3 separate regions of the Mus musculus genome follow, and regions 2 and 3 are each linked to region 1. The links are chromatin contacts, called in public HiChIP or PLAC-seq maps. All regions are on one chromosome and are shown on one strand. Each heading gives the region's core, a stretch centred on a gene start, on an enhancer-like site or on the middle of the called end of the contact. The rest is flanking DNA. Distances are from core to core; before and after follow the strand shown.

Region 1 (4,293 bases), core at 676-3,175:
TATTACTGTGACATCTCCTAAACCATTATTCAATATGGGAGAAAATGCAAGCGAGATAGACATAGAGACTCATACCTAAATCCTAGAACTCAGGAGGCTGAAGTAGTATTGCTGTGAGTTCAAGACCAGCCTGGGCTATAACGTGAGACTCTGTTTCAAAAAAACAAAAAACAGCCAGGCATAGTGGTGCAGGTCTTTAATCTCTGCATGTGGGAGGCAGAAGCAGACAGATCTCTGTGAGTTCAAGGCCAGCCTGGTCTACATAGCAAGTTCTAGGACAACCAGGACTACAAAGAGACACCCTGTCTCCAAAAACAAAGTAAAAACACAGTCCAGTTAGATGACTCAGCAGGTAAAAGACACTCGCTGCAGGTCTGGTGACCTAACTTTAATCCCCTGTGTAAAAGCAGAAGGAGAGGACCAACTCCCCAGAGTTATTATTCTCTGACCTCCACAGGCATGTCATAGCGCATATGCCCCTGCACACATCCACACAATAGTAACAAAACCACTTGTAACTTAGTGTTCCACCTGGGGCAGCCCAGGAACTAAGTTGAGTGGGCACTGAATTCATGATGATTCTACCTCCCGCCCTGTGCCCTCAGGGGACTACATTCCTGGCACGGAGACCCACATGGCACCAGAAGTGGTGATGGGAAAGCCCTGCGATGCCAAGGTGGACATCTGGAGCAGCTGCTGCATGATGCTCCACATGCTCAACGGCTGCCACCCCTGGACTCAGTACTTCCGAGGCCCGCTTTGTCTCAAGGTCAGCAATGGCCCCAAACAGCTGTGCAGGGAGGCCGGCAGCTACGGGCCCAGGCCACAGGCTAGTGACAGTTGTTCGTCTGTGACAGATGTGAGCAATGGCAGGTCCCTTCTGCCTGTTGCCCACCAGCCCACCACCCCCACCCCCACTCCCAGCATCCTTTAGACTAAGTCTGGAGGACATGGTATCTTGTTGCCAGGCACTGTCCTGTCCTATTTGGATGCAGGTTTCCGTGTTCTAGGAGCCTTTCCACTGGCTGTAGTGCAGTCCTCTCCCTCCTTATAGCAGACCCCCAATCAAGCGTAGGGAAGGAGGGATTGGTGGAGAGCGAACATGAGATGTGACAGGGGAAGGAGGAGGAAGCAGGCCTTGAATGTCGCCTTTTGGCCTCTAGATTGCCAGCGAGCCTCCACCGATCAGGGAGATCCCACCTTCCTGCGCACCCCTCACAGCCCAGGCCATCCAAGAGGGGCTGAGGAAAGAGCCCGTCCACCGAGCATCTGCCATGGAGCTTCGGAGGAAAGTGGGCAAGGCACTACAGGAAGGTGAGAGCCCTGTGTGCCTGCGTCAGCGGAGAGCAGTGTGCAGAGGGAAGGGAGAAACAGCCTCAATCCCCCATCTCCCCTCAGTCCTAGAAAGCTTGGGGTGGTGGCTTGGGACATGGAGGAGGAGGGGCTGTGACACGGAAAGGTGACTCAGAGTGCAAATTAAAGCCACACATGCCCAGTAGCCACTCACATGTCAAGAGCCAGAAAATTGGCAATACCAGGTGCTGGTGGGACCGCGGGCACAGGACTCCCTGGGCACCGGGAGGGTACTGACGCTGCAGCCACGCTAGAGGGAACCTGGTAGCACTCGGGCCGACCCAAACCTTCCTCTCCTGGTGCACTATAGCCTTGTTGGCTAGAGGGAGGAGAGAGGGCTTAAGAGCCCCTCAAGGGGAAAGCAGGTGATTGGGGCTGGGACATCACCCAGCACTTACAACCGCTCCATACCGCTCCATATGCACAGAGTGAGTACGGGAACTGAGCTGAAAGCCGTAGGTGGCGAGCACTCAGTGAGAAGAACCCCCGAGAGGAGGCCTGCACCATAAGAGCTCCATTGCAAGTTAAAAAATCAATAAAGAAAGCAACACCCATCGTACTCTGGGCAAGCTGCCTCAGGCCTGGAATCCCCCTTCCTAAAAGGCGGGGCAGAGACGATTGTTGGACTTTGAGGCCTGGGATATAGAATGACATATTGTTTTAAAAAATAAATAAAACAATAAAAAAGGACCAAATGTGGTAGCCTTTTCCCCTACTCTTGAGAAGCAGAGCAGCCTCTGTAAGTTCAAGGCCAGCCAGGACTACACAGTGAAGCCTTGTCTCAAATACACACACACACACACACACACACATACACACACACACACACACACACACAGGGGGGTGGGGTACTGAAACATGTGGAGGTAGCATGTCTGTGATCATAGCTAAGAGACAAACAGGACTTTAAGATACAGCACCCGCTTGGGCTACAAAGCAAAGCCCCGTCTCAAATAAAAAAGAGAGAGTGAGTCAGGAATGGAGCTTAACAGAATGTAACTCAGCAATGGGCAGGAGACCAGTGGCAGTTAAAGGACAAAGGCTGGGACTGGAAAGATGGCTGAGCAGTTAAGCGTACATCGGGGGAAGACCCAAAGACCGGAGTTCAGTTCCCAGCACCCAGGCCCAGTGGTGGAGAACCACCTGAAACTGAAGCTCCAGGATATCTGGTGTCCGTCTTCCAGCCTTTATGGGCACCGCACTCACATAACCAACACATATACGCCCATAATTTAATTTTTTAATTGATAGGCCGTTCTTCCTGGGCTGGTGTCTGCATGCCTGCACATTTCCCCCCTCACCTCGGGTGCCTTTCTCTCTTACAGTGGGAGGTCTGAAAAGCCCTTGGAAAGGAGAATATAAAGAACCAAGACCTCCACCCCAAGACCAAGCCACCTGCCACCAGACCCTACCTACTCCGCCGAGAGAGAACCCACCAGCCAAGGCCAACACAGACGGGGCTCCTGAGCCTCAGCCTCCTCTACCGCCAGAACCACCAGAACCGAGCAAAGCGCCAGCCCTGAACCTGAGCAAGGAGGAGTCTGGCACATGGGAACCCCTGCCTCTGTCCTCCCTGGACCCAGCCACTGCCAAAGGCCCCAGCTTCCCAGACCGGAGGGCAACCTTGCCAGAGCTGGAGCTACAGCAACTGGAGATAGGTGGGCGCTCAGCTGTGGCCACGCCCCTCGCCCCACCCCCACCCCACCTCCCCTGCCAGGCCTGCTCCTGCAGGCTGTGCAGGGGGTACCTTGGGAAGTAATTCCTCCAACCCTTCACGCTGTCTCCCTCTCCCCGCTTCCCCCTGCAGAACTGTTTCTCAACAGCCTGTCCCAGCCGTTCTCTCTGGAGGAACAGGAACAAATCCTCTCCTGCCTCAGCATCGACAGCCTCTCGCTGTCAGATGACAGTGAAAAGGTGAGTGGCCGGCCGACCGACCGAGCAGCCTGCTGGCCCACGCAAAGGCCTTAGACAGAGCAGGGGCCATGAGGTCACCCTGAGGTGGGAACTTGAGGATACTCTGGAGAGTCCGTTGCATTGGACGGTGTTTTGCTGGGGCAAACAGGTGAAGGAGTGTTTTTCTGTTTCACACCGGTGGAAGGCTAAGGCAGACTCATCAAGGAAAGTTTGGCTAAAGCAGACACGGGTAAAAGGATGTTCTACTAAAACAAACAGGAAAAGGGCCCGTGATAAATGATTATTTTTTTTTTTTACTAATAACACACATATGTTGGTCTGCCTTCTATTACATATGAGTTACATTTGCTGGGACTCTATAGAGAGAAACACGCCTTCACCCTCCTTGCTTGTGCCCCAGCTTGAGACAGGATGCCTTCCACCCTAACCCTAACCCTGACCCTGACCCTAACCCTAACCCTGAATCAGGAAAGGCTTTAGGTAGTCTGGAGAGTGAGCGGTAGCTTTGGTCCCACATAGAAATGTACCTTGGGTCTGTCATAGGACTGGCGGGTCTGACCCTAAGAGAAGGTCAGTTCCTCTTGTTCCAAGGAAACCAGGGCCAGAGACGGTTTCCTGAGTCTGTGCCTGCCTTTGTGTTCAGAATCCATCGAAGGCCTCTCAGAGCTCACGGGACACCCTGAGTTCTGGCGTGCACTCTTGGAACAGCCAAGCTGAGGCAAGAACCTGCAGCTGCAGCACGGCGCTGGCCCGGGGGCGGCCTACTGACATCCCGAGCTACTTCAACGGTACGGTCTGCTTCTCCCCTCTTCCAGCCCAGTCCTGCCGGGATCCAGGGAGGGGCGGAGAAGCACTTCATTGGCCTCTCCTCAGCACAGAAGGGTGGGGGAGGAACGTGCCCGCCATCCAGAACCTCTCTCACAGCCCTGGCTGGACAGCTGGGTTTAGACAGAGAGCCCTGACCACTCCCAAGGGTTCCCAGAACAGAGAACCGCTGCCCCTCCAAATTGGCTGCCTGTAGAGTCC
Region 2 (4,293 bases), core at 711-3,210, 160 kb before region 1:
TGCCAATGCTTGTTAGTCTCCCCCACCCCGCTTTTATTGTAGCCCTTCTAGCTAGATGACATCTTTCCGGCTGTGCCCATTTCCCTGGTGGTCAGTGATGCTGACCGTTGCTCATGTGCTTCCTGGGGATCTCCTCATCAGACTCAAAGATACATTTATACCTAGGTTTTCTTCTGAGAGTTTTATAGCTTTAGCTCTTGTGTAGGTCTTTAATGCACTTGGTTACTTATATGTGCGGTGTGAGATAGCATACCAGCTGTATTCTTTATATATGTGGTGTGAGATAGCATACAGGCTGTATTCTTTATATATGTGGTGTGAGATAGCATACAGGCTGTATTCTTTATATATGTGGTGTGAGATAGCATACAGGCTGTATTCTTTATATATGTGGTGTGAGATAGCATACTGGCTGTATTCTTTATATATGTGGTGTGAGATAGCATACCAGCTGTATTCTTTTCTTTGTGATTGACCCCTTTTCATAGCCCTATTTACTGAAAGCCTGTTCCTATACCCACTGAAGTGTCTTGGCATCTGTGGGAAAGTCACTTGTTTATAATGGAATGGGTCGGTGAAGCCTGCAGACTCCATTGTCTTGGAATGTAGGTGGGATTGGGGTGGTGTAGGTAAGAGCTGAACTCTGGTTCCGGTGACCAGGCAAGCACTTTGCGTTCTAAGATTCTTTCCTTAAGGGGAGCTTACTCCATCTAAGCCAGTGGGGCCAACTCAATACCATCTTTGGGCTCCAGTCAAAAGCCTTGTTGCTGTTTGAACCAGCATTTATCCATAGCATATATGTTTTGTAAGTGAAAGAGGAGATAACAAATAGTTTATTCTAGAAAGGGAACTTGGATTCCCAGGAGAGGGAGGAGCAGTCACTAGCCAGGGCACATTCCAGAAGGCCCAGAAGTGTATATGTATACAAAGGCAGGAATGTTGACTCTCTGTGACCCCTCAAAGAGGACAAGGGGCGGTAACCCCACAAGGATGCTTAGTGAGTTACGCCCTGTGTGTTTGTGCACCCTTCCACACCATTTGGGAAATCACTGAGTCCCAGGCGTGATTCGGGGGACAGGAAGCTTATCTAGTCAACCTTGAAGAGGCCATTCCACCTCACTCCAGCCCTGGTGCTCCATGACTGTCCTGTGTCAAAGTACATCCTCACCTCATCTGTTCCCTGTCGCAGAGAGCAGACTTTTGGGGCCTCAGCTCTTAGCTATTGAGGGACCCACTCTGAGACATTACCTGTTCTGGAGGCTCTGCCACAGATGAGGGGAGCCATTGACCATATAACTGTGTTTGGCCAAGCAAACTCTCCAGACCCACAGTTAGCCTCTTCAGAGAGGAGTCGATTTCCACTCACATCAGATTCTCATTCCTGCTATCTGATTGTGCCACCTGAGATGGGGCCCCTGGTCATCTGCTGCCCACCATGCCCAAGTCCAAGCCTCAGTGAGGAATTTGAGAGGAGGGCTATGTGGGAGTCGAGGAATGCAGTGAGTGATGCTTTGTTTGCTTTTGATAATCAGTGGCTTTCTGGTCTTACCACTGCTGCAGTCATCGTGGGCATCCTAACCATCAAATTGTCACAGCGGTCTCTTTGTTTCTCTGTTTGTCTGCTTTCAAACTTCTAGGGTGTTGTCGGAATTCAGCAAAGCCCAGGTAAATTCTGCACCAAGCAGCGGACCAAACCAAGAGCCAGACACCCCCATGTTCCAGACGCCCCTCTCCCTCCATAGCCTAGCTACCAGCACACACCTGCACTTTGAGGGATCTGAAGAGCTCTTTCCTGCCCACAAATCCTCTGGGACATCAAGTGGTGGCCATAAGCATCAGCTACTGCCCCAGGAGACCCCAGACGAGAAGCAGCTAGGCACTGCCCAAGCTGGCCCTGCACAGAGCACTTCAGACCAGCAGCCTTCTAGTCCTGTGGGTGGAGCAGCTGGCCAAGGGAGTGGCCCTTGGAAGGCCCTGGAGTATGGCAGAGTCGGACCGAAGCTTGTGGTTTCCTCTCCTACGAGTCCGGTGAGTGTGCAGGCTGTTCAGGGAAATCTCGGAAATAACTCTAAGCTGAAGTTTGTCCATCTGGTGACCCAGAGTGGTTCTACCGGCGTATGAGCATGCCTGTCCCTGAGTGGGCAGTGGTAATGGCGTGGTAATGATTTTGGGTGTCAGTCGTGGAGATGAGCCAGGCTTTGTGCTGATTGAGTCCCACAAATATTACCCCTCGCCTTCACAACCAGTCCATGAAAAAGGGGTTCCCTTCTGATATCACACTCTGCTTGGGGTTTTGTTGTTGTTGTTTTTAAGACTGGGCTCGCTCTGTATCCCAGGTTGGCCTCTGACGTGTGATCTCTCAATACTGTCTCAGTTTCCCAGGTGTTGGCATTACAGTTACAGGCAGGCACAGCACTGTTCTAATCCTAACTACCACCATTCACGAGTTTACACTGTTGGAGAAGCCGTTTCACCCGCCTGAGACTTGACTTTCTTTTTAATACTTAAAATCTAATTTTTTTCAACATGAACCAGTTTGTGAACTTTGTGGTCAGATGTGGCAGTCACTATACCAACAGTGGCTCTTGGTCACTCGCATATGTCCTGTCCCCAGATGGTCATGGTCATGCATGCCTATAATCTCAGTGCTCTGAGGCAGGAGCAGAAGGGTCATGAATTAAAAGCTCCAGAGTGAGATGCTGTTTCAAAAAAAAAGAAAGAGAAAGAAAAATGTGGCCAATCTAGATTTAGATACCACAGTTAATTGATTTATTAGGGTATAGTTCACACACCATATAAGAGTATAATTCAGTACTTTTTAGTTTGTTTGGGTCATGTAGCTATCTCTATAATCTAATCTTAGAATACTTCAGTCCTTCTTTTAAAGAAACGTTAGCAGTCATTCCCTCAACCTCAGATAACATCACTGTTTGGTCTCAATAGATTTGTCTGTTCTGACGAATTAAACAAGACTAACTGTCTGTTTGGGGTTTGGCTTCAGCATTTGCGTATGTGCACATATACATTCGGAGGCCAACGGTGTGCTGCTTCATCCATCTTTGTACATGGGCGCTGGGGACCCTCAGTTAGGTCCTCATCTTTGTCTGGCAAGCATTTTACTGACTGAGCCATCCCCTGCGCCCCTAAGCATGATATTTTAAAAATTGAGTGTGATGGCTTGTGCCTCTTACCCTGTCACACAGGAGGGAGAGGCAGGAAGATCATGAGGCCAACTTAGTCTACATGACAAGAGCCTGACTCAAAAATAAGTCAGCAAAAAGGTTCACCCATGTTGCAACATGTAGCAGTTCTTCACCTCTGTCACTGCTGAGGAATAAGCAGCCGGTGGCATTTTTCATTGTGTGACTAGGTCATGCGGTATTTATGTATGGTGGGCATTTGAATTATTAACACTTCTTGGTTATTACAAATAATGTTGTAAATATGGTGTACAAGAATTTATACGGGCATATGTTTTTAATTCTCTTAGACACATAAAATTCTATTAGTAGAATTTTTGGATTATATAGTAACTCTATATTTAACTTTTTTGTGGAACTGTCAAATTGTTTTCCAAAGCAGCTGCCCTAGTTTACGTCTCCACCAATGTATTTTTCCAGCATCCTTACCAACAGTTGTAATTACTTAGTTTCAAATGAGTCTGTTATTATAGCCATCCTGGTGGATGAGAAGTGCTAGATTGTGGTGTTTTTATTCTGTGTGCTTCTGGTGAGTAAGGACTACCTTTTCATTTGGCTGTATAAGGCCGTTTTATCTTTTGTGAGACATCATCACATTTTATTTTGCTTTAATTTTTATTTTATGTGTATGGGTATTTTGCATGCATGTATGTATGCGCACCACAAGCGTTTCTGGTAGCCACAGTGCCAGAAGAGGGCACTGGATACCCTGACATTGGAGTTTGATTTTTCAGATGATTGTGAGTTCCCATATGGGTTCTGAGAATCAAACCAGGGTCCTCTGAAAAGCAGCCAGTGCTCTTAACCACTGGGCCGTTTCTCCAGCCCATTCTTAAGTTGAATTTGGTGGTTTTTTGTTTCTTTTTTGTTTCTTTTTTCCTGATTTTTAAGACATGTGCTGGTCTCAGACTGGCCATGTACACAGTCTAAAATGACTTTACATTTCTCATTCTCTTGTTTTTACTTCCCTGGGCTTAATGTGAGGTAGCAATCACTTGATTGAGTTTATTTATTTATGTTTATTGATTGAGTGCTATGCAGATGTGCAGGTGTATGTGTGGCCACGTGAGTATGCCACAGCACACAAATGGAG
Region 3 (4,293 bases), core at 946-3,445, 170 kb after region 1:
ACACACAGCAGCTTTCCACACCTACTTTGTCAATATGGAACTAGACTGAAGGACTCTCTCAAGACAGGATAATGACCCTAACCCAGTCCTGTGCCCTTAACAAGCTGAGCACATGGGGATCAACAGATTCGAGCTGCAGTCCTCTGAGCAGCAAGCACTTGGTGTGAGTGACACCACCTGGTGGATGTGCTGAGGCCACTGAAGGGAACTAAAGAGCTCACGGCCCAGTGTCCTGAGGCAGGCATGGCTGGAGAACAGGACACTTGGGGGGAAGTAGGCAGACTGAGATCTAGAATTGAAGATCTGGTTACTTCAGGCTGTCCAGTCCCTCAGTGCCAATTCTGGGTATAGGGGAAGGATTAGAAATCTGGCTTCTCTCACGAGCTCTGCAGCCCTCCCCTGCCTGCCTTGGCAGAGGGAGTGGACACTTGAGAGCTGACTAGTCTCTGGACTATGTAGGACAGACAGAGATGAAGGTTAGTAAAGAGATCCATTTTCTATCTACACTTCACTTAGGCTAAAATTACAGGGAAGCAGTCTTCTTTGAGCCCAGCAGCAGACAGCAGGGCTACTAAGCCAGGCATAGACGAGGCAGGAGAGCCAAGAATAGAAAACAAAAACAAACCTTTGTGGACAGTAAGGCACAAGAGCCTGGAGACTAGGGGCTGGTGAGTGGAAACCTCTCCCACACCCTCGCTCCTGCCCACCACCCCGGGGCACCACTGGCCTCTGGCAGTCGGTAGAGCTTCATGGTGCGCTGCATGGTCATATTTCTGCTCAGATGGGAGAACTTCACTTCAATCAGCTTCCGAGGGTTTAGGGATCGATGCCAGTACCTGTAGGAACATAAATGTCCTGGCCTCAGAGGACTCTGGGTAGTCCCACTCATTAAGAGGACAAGGGCAGGGGACCTCAAGGTGATAGCAGGTGTCATGAGGCAGCCCCTCTCTAGAAGAGCAGCCTCAGCTTCCTCCAGGGGGCCAGGGAATCTTCCCTCCCTGCTCTTCCATTTCAGAAGCCATTCCTTGTTAGATCAGGTGTCTGGGGAGCACAATCCTCTCTCCGGCAATCAGGCCAGGGGAAGGCTGACAATGCCCAGGAGACTGGCAGGCAGGCGCTCGCTCCCCCTCCCGCCTGCTCTGTACTCTCCTGCAGTTATTATTTATGCAGCTCTCTAGGCAGAGAGGATTCAATTGTTTCAAACAACTTTCTAAGATGGAGGTCATCCTTAGATTACACAGGGATCATCAGACAAGCTCCCCTTGATCCACAAAATATTCATAACCCCTCCCCCCACTCTAACTGCTGGCAATCCCAATTCGACAATGTCTAATCTTTCTTCCCACTCCCTGAACCATACTCTCCCTACATTCCGAAATCTTCTCCATCTGCCTCTTTCCAGTACCCCATCCCCAAAAAAACTTGGCCCAGAAAAGGGCAATGCTGTGTCTCGGGGACATTCCTCCTCCCCTGCATTCCCAGGACCTGCAGGAAGCAACTCTTACCTGCAGGTGCCCACAGGCTTTGGCAACACCACTCCGGCAGTGTAAACAGCTTGGAAAATGCCCTCCAGGTGGACCCGCCGGGTGATCTCTCGGATCAAAACTGGAGCCACCCTCTTAGAGCGCAGCTTCTTGTGGACACACAGGAAGTTGATCTCCACCATCTTCTTCTCTCTGAAGAGAGGCAAATTGCTGACTTTCACAACTTTCCCCATTCAACGTAAGAGGAATCTTGCCAAGCAGGCAAACCTCACTCGAAGGGATGCACTCGGCTGTAGTCTCCATTGAGTAGTCACTACTGGGGACCCCACCCACTACCACTTTCTCCTTGGCAAGCTTGCCTCACACCATCTACTTCAAAACAGACGGGGGCGCCTTCAAATGCCTTTCTCTGAGGGCACCCCTAGCACTGCCCTGTGGAATCCTGAGAGTGGGCTGGGAGGCCCACCTGAGGCAAGCAATGGAGAAACCCCAGAGTAAATCAAGGCTCATCTAGATAGGAGACAAGGCTGATCTTGAACCTGCTAAGTAACTCGGGCCAGCCTTGACCCAAGCTTAGATTACAGGTGTGTCCCAGTGCCGGCAGATACTCCAAGGTTTTGGTTCTCACATGAATTTACAGCCTGTACACCCAGAAGATGGCCGCAGATGACTGTGAAACCATCTGAGCCTGAGTCACACTGGCTCCTGCCCATTTCTGACGCTGCTCAGTGTGTCAGCGTGTGACTGGGGCAGGAATGCAGGCGTGGATGGCCTCACTACAGGTCACAGACAAGGCTACCAGCTACAACTTAGAGATAGCCTCACTATGTAGCCTTGGCTGGCCTTGAACACAGGGCTCCACCTGCCTCTGCCACCATGTGCTGGGGTTAAAGGTGTGCGCCACCATGTATGTCAGAACATGTGGTTCTATGACTAGTGTCACTCCCAATACACAGATGCCTCCACTCCACCAGCCCCTCCATCCTCCTCCAACAGTGACTGCGTAGCCTTCCTCTTCCAAAACCGGCAAGATGATGGCCACAGGGCTGGTGCTTACGTGTCATAGATGTGGATGTTTGCTGGGATGGCACTGATGAACCCAACCAGTTTCCGACTTGAGACCACTCGGACCCCACAGTGCCACTGTGGGAGCCAACCTGGTGGCCGGAGAGCCCTGGAACAGAGACAGGGACAGGAGCTGTGGCACTGCTCATAGCAGGCAGGTACTAACACCTGGGGTTAGCAACTGTATTCTCTTTAGGACCAAGACTTCCTGGACACCAACACATCAAGACACAACCGTTTCTCACAGCACCTTCTTGTGCTGCAGATGGTGCCCAGTCTCGCACATACATTCCAGGCAAGTTCCTTGGTACCACACTACAGCACCACACAAGGTTCTGTAGGTCCCCTAGGCTGGCCTGAACCTTGTGACCATTCTGGTTCAGCCTTTTAAGTACAGCCGTATGCTAGGTTCTGTGTTTCTGTTTTTTGAAACAGGTTCTTATGGTGTAGCCTCAGCTGGCCTCGAACACACAGAGATTTGCCTGTCTCTGTCTCTGCCTCCCGAGTGCCGATTTTAAAGGTGTGTGCCACCACGCCCAGCCTTTATGTTCATCTCAAAGCTTGGACTGGAGGTCTTCTACGCAAAGAGCCAGTCGTCCTTTGGTAAGGAACTACACGGTGCTCTGAGACCCTGGGCTCTGTCCCGCCTCTCAGCATCGCTCCTTTCTGCTTTCCCTACCTCCCAGGGTGATCCTGCTCCACTTCAGCCTCGTGCCTCTATCTGCTGAGAGGTTGAGTGTAGCCCAGGATAGCAGATGGTTTATCCAGGATAGACTTTTTCTATAATTGAGCATGCTCAATAACTGGATTGTAAGGAACTTTCTTTCCAATCTTAAGGGCTCTTCTGCTCTTCTCCCCTTGAGAAAGTCACCATGGAGTATATGGTCTTTGCTGGGAAACAACTCTGCATGTCTCCCTCTAGCAATTTATTTTAAGGAAGGTTTCAGTTCTAAACACCACTTAAAGCAAGTCTCCAGATGTACAAACTGAGGGACACAGAGATTTCACACTCAGCGGCTGGCTCTTGGGATCTGCTACCTGCTTTGTCTTCTAACTAGGAGAGGTTTTGGAGACTGGAGACCAGGCTATTATCACACTAAACCTCTGGCTCCTTCGATTTCCTAGCCTCCAGAATCATGAGAAACAAATTCCTATTGTTTCCAAGTTAAATAAAGATATAAAAGACACCCCTTATGACTTACCACAAGAGAAACTCTGGGGAATAGTCGAATCGGAACATATTGTCATCATCTTCCACGTAGTTCTCGTTCAGGAGGGTGTACAGCTCTTTCAGCTGCGGAGAGAGAGGGAGCTCACTGAGATGCTCTGCCAAACGGGGCAACTTCAACTCCACGCAGCGCCAGGCTTCACAGAAGGACAAAGCAAACTACCAAATCCACCCCAGGTCTCACAATCCCTTTCAACCCAGGCATGGAACGTTGGCTTCTTTTAGAACAAGAACCCTTGGTTGCAATAAGAAATGGAACCACTAGAGGGCAGGGTCGCACACTTCAGTACACAGCTGCATCTATAGAACCTGCTAACCAACTACTTAAGATTACCCTGGTCCCCAGAGGAAGCCTCCCATTTTCTGTGAACATGCTTTGGAGAAGTGAGTTTGGGGGCTGATTAAGGAATCACTTACTTCCAGGACACCACTGCCATATTTAAAAAACCAAAAACATGATTGGATTTTTTCATTTAGCCCAACAAACTTTTTCTGCCTTCATAAGCCATCCCCATC

What was found. HiChIP or PLAC-seq counts read pairs in DNA pulled down with a chosen protein or histone mark.
Region 2: an HNF4G HiChIP or PLAC-seq map of pancreatic cancer cells shows a contact between it and region 1. The contact joins two enhancer-like sites. A contact is called at or near these places in 2 of 39 promoter capture datasets (the 3T3-L1 cell line and pre-B cells), 1 of 484 Hi-C or Micro-C datasets (CD8 T cells), 2 of 115 datasets of contacts at active chromatin or transcription factors (microglia and pancreatic cancer cells) and 3 of 9 other capture datasets (adipose tissue, liver and pancreatic islet).
Region 3: a FOXA1 HiChIP or PLAC-seq map of pancreatic cancer cells shows a contact between it and region 1. The contact joins two enhancer-like sites. A contact is called at or near these places in 4 of 39 promoter capture datasets (the C10 cell line, embryonic stem cells, neutrophils and 1 more), 1 of 115 datasets of contacts at active chromatin or transcription factors (pancreatic cancer cells) and 2 of 9 other capture datasets (adipose tissue and liver).

The regions. Positions count from the first base shown.
Region 1 is chr11:103,224,008-103,228,300 of GRCm38.p6, reverse strand. Map3k14 (mitogen-activated protein kinase kinase kinase 14) reads left to right here. Exons shown (of 16, transcript NM_016896.3): 10 at 606-769; 11 at 1,164-1,314; 12 at 2,679-3,011; 13 at 3,161-3,267; 14 at 3,911-4,055. The region is part of intron 2 of Gm34823 (a long non-coding RNA gene); the gene reads right to left. Among named protein-coding and RNA genes, the nearest start is that of Gm34823, 7.5 kb to the right of the region's middle. Within about 2 kb of position 1,925, at least 16 of the 459 cell types and tissues checked have an H3K27ac peak or open chromatin away from gene starts, as enhancers often do. A contact at or near this core is called in pancreatic cancer cells, where this site is marked.
Region 2 is chr11:103,384,693-103,388,985 of GRCm38.p6, reverse strand. Plekhm1 (pleckstrin homology domain containing, family M (with RUN domain) member 1) reads left to right here. Exons shown (of 12, transcript NM_183034.2): 5 at 1,638-2,028. Among named protein-coding and RNA genes, the nearest start is that of Arhgap27, 23 kb to the right of the region's middle. Within about 2 kb of position 1,960, at least 41 of the 459 cell types and tissues checked have an H3K27ac peak or open chromatin away from gene starts, as enhancers often do. A contact at or near this core is called in pancreatic cancer cells, where this site is marked.
Region 3 is chr11:103,054,748-103,059,040 of GRCm38.p6, reverse strand. Nmt1 (N-myristoyltransferase 1) reads right to left here. Exons shown (of 12, transcript NM_008707.4): 5 at 3,752-3,843; 6 at 2,542-2,658; 7 at 1,506-1,676; 8 at 728-836. Among named protein-coding and RNA genes, the nearest start is that of Gm42090, 9.2 kb to the right of the region's middle. Within about 2 kb of position 2,195, at least 32 of the 459 cell types and tissues checked have an H3K27ac peak or open chromatin away from gene starts, as enhancers often do. A contact at or near this core is called in pancreatic cancer cells, where this site is marked.